2 separate regions of the Sus scrofa genome follow, and region 1 is linked to region 2. The links are chromatin contacts, called in public HiChIP or PLAC-seq maps. All regions are on one chromosome and are shown on one strand. Each heading gives the region's core, a stretch centred on a gene start, on an enhancer-like site or on the middle of the called end of the contact. The rest is flanking DNA. Distances are from core to core; before and after follow the strand shown. Region 1 overlaps CTR9 (RNA polymerase-associated protein CTR9 homolog). Region 2 has its middle 71 kb from the start of ZBED5.

Region 1 (4,074 bases), core at 1,570-4,069, 150 kb after region 2:
AAGTTTTCTTATCCTAAATTGCATACATTTCCCAACAAGCATTGCAATTTTACTGTCATAAGAAAGGCAATTATGACTGACGCAGAGCTCTCAGAAGCAAAGCTGTGGGGATGTGTGGAGATTCCAAGCACTCAGGGCCTTTGGCCATGGGGTCCATGTTAGGATTAAAGCAGGAAGTAGGGTAACGAAAAGCTTTTCCTTGTCTGGGCGGATCAAGGGATTACTGGGTGTAAACTAAGACTCACAAGGTGAAAAGTCTTTTGCCACTTTTGTGAAGTTATTCAAAACCCAGGTGACATTTATTTTTTGTCCTTTTAGGGCTGCTCCCGCAGCATATGGAGGTCCCCAGGCTAGGGGTCTAATTGGAGCTGTTGCTACCAGCCTACACCACAGCCACACCAGATCCTTAACCCACTGAGTGAGGCCAGGGATCAAACCCGACACCTCCTGGTTCCTAGTCGGAGTCGTTTCCGCTGCGCCACAACGGGAACTCCAAACCCAGTGATTTAAAAGGCTACTCCATGATACCACCTTCTCCTCTTCTTCTTCTTCCTCTCGCCACCCTCCTCCTCTTCGCCTTCTGGCTCACTGCCACTGCCCTTCCTTCTCTTCTTCTTTTTGGATATTGGCAGGTCATCGTCGGTGTCATCGTTGACAAATTCATCAAACTCTCCTCCCTTCTTGGACCGCTGGAATCCAAATAAGACCACCGTCAGTGCCTTCCCGGATGGTGGAAGGTGGCTGGCACGAGTGTTGGGGTTTGAAGGAGGCTGCGTCCCATCCCTCCTCTAAGGCGTGTTGAAGAGGTGTCTGGTGAGGCCCATACTTTAAAGACGTCTAATTGGGATGAATACCCCCAAAGGCAAAAATCAACTACAAGGTCGAGACAAGGTCAACTAACTGTACTGAGATACACTCAAATTCACTTCTAAATACTAGACACCATTTAAAGTAGTCTCTGTGTTGGAAGACTGTCTCTCAGCAGAGGAGGCCAAAGCTCAGGACTAAGTACTGAATGAGTCTAACCAATTAACTTCATTTTTTTTTTTTTTTTTTTTTTTGTCTTTTTAGGGCCGCACCTGTGGCATATGGAGGGTCCCAGGCTAGGGGTCAAATTGGAGCTGCAGTTGCTGGCCTACACCACAGCCACAGCAACGCTGGATCCGAGCCGCGTCTGCAACCTACACCACAGCTCACGCCAACACCAGATCCTTAACCCACTCAGTGAGGTCAGGGATTGAACCTGTGTCCTCATGGATGCCAGTGAGATTTGTTTCCGTTGAGCCATGACGGGAACTCCCTAACTTCATTTCTAACTGGAGGCATATCTTACCCGGCCACCACCGCCACCTCGTTTCTTTTCTTTTGTTGCTTCAGTCTCTCCAGTAAACATAAGAATATTTTTGGTCTTCTCTACATACTGGGCTCGCTGTTCCAAAAGTTTCTTTTGCTCTTCTTTTTCTCTGAGACGTTTCTCTTCCTATGAGAAAAAAAAGGGTAGGAAAAAACTCATCAAAATGTTCTTATAACCAAAAAAATCATGACTACCATCAAAAGGACTTATTCTTTTTTTTTTTTTTTTTTTTTGGTCTTTTTGCCTCTTCTAGGGCTGTTCCCGCGGCATACGGAGGTTCCCAGGCTAGGGGTCGAATCAGAGCTGTAGCTGCCAGCCTACACCACAGCCACAGCCACGCCAGATCCAAGTGGTGTCTGCGACCTACACCACAGCTCATGGCAACACCGGATCCTTAACCCACTGAGCAAGGCCAGGGATCGAACCCGCAGCCTCATGGTTCCTAGTTGGATTCGTTAACCACTGAGCCATGATGGGAACTCCAGGACTTCTTTTTTAACATACAAAGTGTACGTATGCACATCTTTAGTTCTAGTTTAACTGAAAATATAATAAATACCTGTTCTTTGAGAAGCTTTTGCCTTAACAGTTCTTTCTCTTGCTCTTGTTTGGCCCGCAACTCCCTTTCCTCTTCATCTTGTTTGCGTGCCCGGGCCACGTGGTACTGGGCCTGGCTCAGCAAGTCAGAGCATTGCCTAGAACATTCCAAATTTAGAGAAATATGAATGTAGCCACAATACTTTTAATTCAAAGACTCAGAACGTCACCTCTTCCTTATACACATTTGAAGCAAGATCATTAGGTGATACCTATGGGGAGTCTTAATTAGCAAAATTAACTTAGTTTTGGTCTTTTGTCTTTAAAAGGCCGCAAAGGAGGCATAATGGAGGTTCCCAAGCTAGGGGTTGAATCAGAGCTACAGTTGCCGGCTTATACCACAGCCACGGCAACGTGGGATCCAAGCTGCATCTGCGACCTACACCACAGCTCAGGGCAATGCAGGATCCTTAACTCACTGAACAAGGCCAGGGATTGAACCCGAGTCCTCATGGATACTAGTCAGGCTCATTAACCACTGAGCCACATTGGGAACTCCTAACTTAGTTTCCTATAAGCCCAAATTGTCAGCTATGTTACGTTTCCAAATTGTTACCGTCTTCCCAAAACACAGCTAAAAAGATTCCCAACATTAGTTTCACATGTGCCTCAGAATCAGGAATCTTGCTTCTGACTACCTAGCCGATGTGAGTGAAATAGAAAAGCATTTTCCCATACAACTTAAGTACTCAAACTAAATTAACTTTGCCACATTCCCTGAAAGGACCCTTAGGAAAAAGCCTTGGTGAGGTTGGAGAGCCCCAGAGAAGAATGTGAAAGACTTGCCTCTGGAAAGTCAGGAACCTGCTCCCAGCCCACATCGATATCACTGCCTCACTCAAAAGTCACCTTCCCTAAATAGTAACATTACCTGGCTTCTGTAGCAGCGAGGGCCAAATCGAATCTCATTTTATCTCCCACTTTACTCAAGTAGCTGAAGTATCTAAGTGGAATGAGAAAATAAAATACTTTGAAAAAATTAATGAAACAGACCCTTTAGATTTTTAATCTGTTCTACAAAAATAGTCTGACAGAAGGCTTACATACTGACTGAACTTAATGAATACTTAATACTTAAATGAATGTATGCAATACATGAAGGGCTGTCATCTCAATAGGAAAAATACATAAAGTAACTCACTTAAAAAGGATTCTCATCAATACACCACTTGATAGTAGCAAGTCCATGAAGAGAAGCAAAGTTATATTTAACAATTATCAGGAAATTCACAAACAACCAAAAATCAATCCAAGCAACAAATATTTACTAAACACTAAATTTACTAAATATATCAGCACAGAAGTTAGGAGGCTTAAGCCATGAAAGTATTTATAATCTACTGGGCAAGGCAAGAAATGCTGAAGCAAGAATTCAAATAAGGTTGGACAAAACCTGAAGAGATGTTAGGTTTTAATTTTACCATATACTGAAATACAAATAAATACTAAAAAACTACATAAATTTTGAGCTGAGTCAATTAAACTTATTCAGTATTGAAGAGGAAAGGCCTTAATCTTAGCTCAATGAAAATGAGTTATCTCATAAAAAGACACTGGTATAGTAAGTAAAACTAACATAAGCAGAGTCTAAAAATTTCTAGTGTGTAAAATGCTGGGTCATATTATTGTCAGATTAATGAAAAATCTAGGGCAAGCTTGCAAAGCTAGCTAGTCAGTTCTAGGGGCCAGGCTAGAAGATCCAAATCTAGCAGGACTTTGGCTATGGTTTGGCGCCACCTGATGGCAGCTGTCTGCTTTGGCTTAAAAATTGCGGGAATGATTCTAATAGCAAGCGATTCTCTTGAGGGTAGAGATTTTCTTCTTCTTCTTCTTTTTTTTTTTTTTTCTTTTTGCCTTTCCTTGGACCACTTCCCGCGGCATATAGAGGTTCCCAGGCTAGGGGTTAATCGGAGCTGTAGCCACCGCCTACGCCAGAGCCACAGCAACCGACCGAGCGACCAACAGTCACGGCAACCGGATCGACCACGCGCAACCTATCCACAGCTCACGGCAACGCTGGGATCTAATCACTGAGCTGACCAGACGCAGACCAGCAACTCGGGATCCGAGCACGTCTGCAACCTATACCACAGTCACGCAACGCTGGATCCTTAACCACTGAG
Region 2 (4,307 bases), core at 695-3,194:
GCTAAGTTAAGCAGAGGGATTTTACTACTCCTAGTGAAAAATCAGAATCAATGGAGCTTGGAACACCTGAGTGGGACAAGACTTGCTAGAACCTAAAGTAGCCAAGCTGCCAAAACCTGGGAAACACAGGATACTAATAGCCCAATGGGCAGGAGGCGGCTGTTGCCCCTAACAACCTCCCACCAATCCAAGTGAGCCTTGCAATATTTCTTCCAGACTCTGAAAAAAATCAGCCCTACCGGCTGAGCAAAGGTCACAGCCACCCACCCCTACCACCCCACTAAGGCTGGTCACCCAGTGGAAGAATTTAAGCTCCTCGGTTTTTGGCTTGTAAAATGATAGAGTTCAGGAGTTCCCATAGTGGCCCAGCAGTTAAGGAAGCCCACTAGAATCCATGAGGTCGTGGGTTGGATCCCTGGCCTCGCTCAGTGGGTTAAGGATCTGGCCTTCCGTGAGCTGTGGTGTAGGATGCAGAGGCAGCTGGAATCCCAGTTGCTCTGACAGTGGTGTAGGCCAGCAGCTGAAGCTCCGATTGGACCCCTAGCCTGGGAACCTCCATATACTGCGGATATGGCCCTAAAAAGACAAAAAATGAAATAAAAATAAGATGATAGATTTCAATGGCAGAGCATGCGAGGAAAGTAATTCCTTTGGTAACTGTGGTCTCAGGACCAGAAGCATCTGAGAACTTTTTAGAAACACACATCCTTAGACCCCATCTCAGATCTACTGAATCAAACTCTAGGGGTGGGCCCCAGCAATTTGTTTCAACAAGCCCTCCAGGTGAGAGTCATGTACACCAGTTTGAGAACCGCTGCCTTATAAGAAATCTGAGCTGTGCTTAAAAGGTGGAAAGTCTGCCATTCATACCAAAAAAAAAAAATAATAACAATTGCTCAGAATATTGATTAAAAGTCTGTTTGGGAGTTTCCATTGTGGCTCAGTGGAAACGAATCTGACTAGCATCCATGAGGATGCAGGTTCATTCGATCCCTGGCCTCACTCAGTGGGTTAAGGATCCCTCTATGCCATGAGATGCCGTGAGCTGTGGTCGCAGGCATGGCTCGGATCCTGAGTTGCTGTGGCTGTGGTGTAGGCCAGCAGCTATAGCTCCGATTCCACCCCCTAGTCTGGGAACATCCATATGCCATGGTGCTGCCCTTAAAAAAGTCAATGTTTCAAACCAGACTGGCAACAAAACTAAAAATATTAGGGGAAAGGGTCACTTTAGGCAACTTTCTTTTTTTGTCTTTTTAGGGCCACACCTGCAGCATATGGAAGTTCCCAGGGTAGGGGTCGAACTGGAGCTGCAGCTGTCAGTCTACACCACAGCCACAGCCACATGGGATCCGAGCCACATCTGCAATCTACGCTGCAGCTTGCAGCAACATGGGATCCTTAACCCACTAAGCGGGGCCAAGGCTTGAAGACGCATCCTCCTGGATACTAGCCATGTTCTTAACCTGCTGACCCACAATGGGAACTCCAAGACAACTTTTGTTCTTACGATGATAACTGGGCTTGCTGCGCAAACACAGCTTCAAAACAAATCCCCAACCCTTCCTTCCAACCCCATTGCTGCTTCTTCGCCTTTCTACAAAAACCGTGGACCCTCCTGTTTCTCTGCCCCACTCCAGCCTCCTTCCTGCCCTCCCTCCAATTATTACACCCAGGCAGTAGCGCTCCTATTCTGCAGATATAAAACCATCCTGTTCCCTTCCTTCAGACGATCCTAATGAACTTCCAATGTCAGAACTGTACATTGGGACCCTCGGAAGCAAACAATCCGCCCTCTCCTGGCCTTCTGTCCCCTCTGCCCTTCATGCCATAGTTAGTGCCCCTCCTTCTCCAGTGCTAGATGCTGGCTGGACGGGCTAGCTTAAAAGCTCCCACTAGCCCTTAGCTTTTAGCCAAGGGGTGAGAAGTCAGTAGTCTGCGGAGTTTAGGGTTTAGGTTGAACTGGAGGGACACCATGTGGCCATACCTGGTATGACACATCAAGCCAGGAGGCTTCTGTTCTCTTTGTATTGTTTTCCTACGGATTATGAAACAATGCCAAAGGTTTTTTTTGTTTTGTTTTGTTTTTAAGAAAGGGAAAACGTTCGCCTGCAATCCTTTTAACAGTATTATTTGTATTTGCTCCTGCTCTTAAATATTTTCAGACATTTAACAACTACAACACCCACTCCATGAAGCATTCCTTTCTTTCCCTTTCTTTTTTCATCAGCATCTTTCCATGCTTGTTCGAGGTTTTTGCACTTGTTTTCATCAACCACAGTCAATTGCATGTTAGTGAAATGAAATGGAATGAAAAGGCATTAAATTTTTTGGCAAGTATGTGTTTAAATGCCCGATACCTGCACAGGAAAGGGTTCAAAACTCAGCTCTGCTACTTACCAGCTGTGTGATCTGGGGCATGTTTCTTAACTCCTCTGTATCTCAATTTCCTCATCTGTGAAATGGGGGAGAGGGAAGAATATTAACTACTGCACAGGGATGTTATGAGAACAAAATAATGTGTGAGGAGACACAAGCCAGAGCCTGGCCAGAACCCTGACGTCAGCATCATTATTATAATTTTTAAATGCATCCCTGTGGGAACCATCACAACTGATACAGCTGAAGACCTCGTGTGGATAGGAGCCCTGAAACTGAAAACCTGTGAGCTGACTCATAGCTAGAAAAAAATAAAATAAGGCAGCCTAGACTTTAGATACCAGCACCTTGGATCAGGCCAACAGGATCCTGAGCCACATCCCCCTGTCCCCACTCCTCAGCATCACTACCAAGTGGTTGGTCCCTGGTTCCAGATCCTCCCCATTGCCACAGGCCCCAGGTTCATCACCTACAAACAAAAAAAGAGGAGTTCCCATTGTGGCTCAGCAGTAACAAGCCCAACTAGTATCCATGAGGATGCAAGTTCGATCCCTGGCCTCACTCAATGGGTTAAGGATCCAGCGTTGCCATGAGCTGTGGTGTAGGTCACAGATGCAGCTTGGATCCTGCTTTGCTGTGGCTGTGGTGTAGGCTGGCAGCTGTAGCTCTGATTCAACCTCTAGCCTGGGAAGCTCCATATGCTACGTGTGCAGCCCTAAAAAGCAAAAAACAAATAAAAACAAAACAAAACCTGCCTAAAAATCTGCCAAGCATTCTGCCCAGAAACTTCTCTTCAGGAAATCATCTTGCTGCCAAGTGAGCCCCAATGAACAAAAGAAAACAAGAAAAACCCAGAAGCCCTTTAGAAGAGGATGTAAGGGGCTCACTGGCATCCTCCAGCGAGTCAGAAGCACATTTGGTGAGCAAGTCTTCCTGAGATCCCTACTGTGCATAAGACTGGGGGACAGAAGATAAAGGAGGCCCTGCTTCTGTCCTCAAGACCTCCTCTTTTGGTAAGAGAGAGGCATAGACATAGGCACATATAGCAACCATTCATAATTTCATAAGTTATAATTCAGGGCTTTTCAAGATGCAGTGGAGTTTTTTTTCTGTGGAAAGGTTCATTTGTGCCCTATGTTAGATTCCAGGTATAAGTGATATCATATGGTTTTTGTCTTTCTCTTTCTGACTTACTTCATTTAGTATGAGAGTCTCCAGTTCCATCTATGTTGCTGCAAATGGCATGATCTTGTTCTTTTTTATGGCTGAGTAGTATTCCATTGTGTATATGTACCAGTTCATCTTCATTCATTCATCTGTCAGTGGACATTGAGGTTGTTTCCATGTCTTGACTATTGTGAATAGTGCTGCAATGAACATACAGGTGCATGTGTCTTTTCTGAGGAAAGTTTTGTTGGGATATATGCCCAAGGGTGAGATTGCTGGGTAATATGGTAGTTCTATATTTAGTTTTCTGAGGTACCTCTATACTGTTTTCCATGCGGTTGTACCCATTTACAAGAAACTCATGGACTTAGAGAACAGACTTGTGGTTGCCAAGGGGGAGGAAAGGGAGTGGGATGGACTGGGAGTCTAGGGTTAATAGATGCAAACTATTGCATTTGGAGTGGATAAGCAATGAGATCCTGCTGTATAGCACAGGGAACTATATCCAGTCACTTGTGATGGAACATGATGGAGGATAATGCAAGAAAAAGTATATATATATATATATGACTGGGTCACTTTGCTGTACACTTTGTAATCTACTGTACACTTGCTGTACAGTAGATTACACTGTAATCAACTATAATGGAAAAAAATCATATAAACTTAAAAAAAAAAAAAAGAGGGATTCTCATCGTGGCACAGTGGAAATGAATCCAACTAGGAAGCAGGAGGTTGCGAGTTTGATTTCTGGCCTCACTCAG

Evidence for each region. HiChIP or PLAC-seq counts read pairs in DNA pulled down with a chosen protein or histone mark.
Region 1: an H3K27ac HiChIP or PLAC-seq map of skeletal muscle shows a contact between it and region 2. The contact joins two enhancer-like sites. A contact is called at or near these places in 9 of 47 Hi-C or Micro-C datasets (blood, embryonic fibroblasts, epiblast stem cells and 4 more) and 1 of 2 datasets of contacts at active chromatin or transcription factors (skeletal muscle).

The regions. Positions count from the first base shown.
Region 1 is chr2:48,704,707-48,708,780 of Sscrofa11.1, forward strand. It overlaps CTR9 (RNA polymerase-associated protein CTR9 homolog), which reads right to left. Exons shown (of 26, transcript XM_021083325.1): 20 at 2,823-2,894; 21 at 1,914-2,049; 22 at 1,334-1,480; 23 at 532-689. Among named protein-coding and RNA genes, the nearest start is that of CTR9, 23 kb to the right of the region's middle. Within about 2 kb of position 2,820, at least 3 of the 83 cell types and tissues checked have an H3K27ac peak or open chromatin away from gene starts, as enhancers often do. A contact at or near this core is called in skeletal muscle, where this site is marked.
Region 2 is chr2:48,550,902-48,555,208 of Sscrofa11.1, forward strand. No RefSeq gene overlaps it. Among named protein-coding and RNA genes, the nearest start is that of ZBED5, 71 kb to the right of the region's middle. Within about 2 kb of position 1,945, at least 6 of the 83 cell types and tissues checked have an H3K27ac peak or open chromatin away from gene starts, as enhancers often do. A contact at or near this core is called in skeletal muscle, where this site is marked.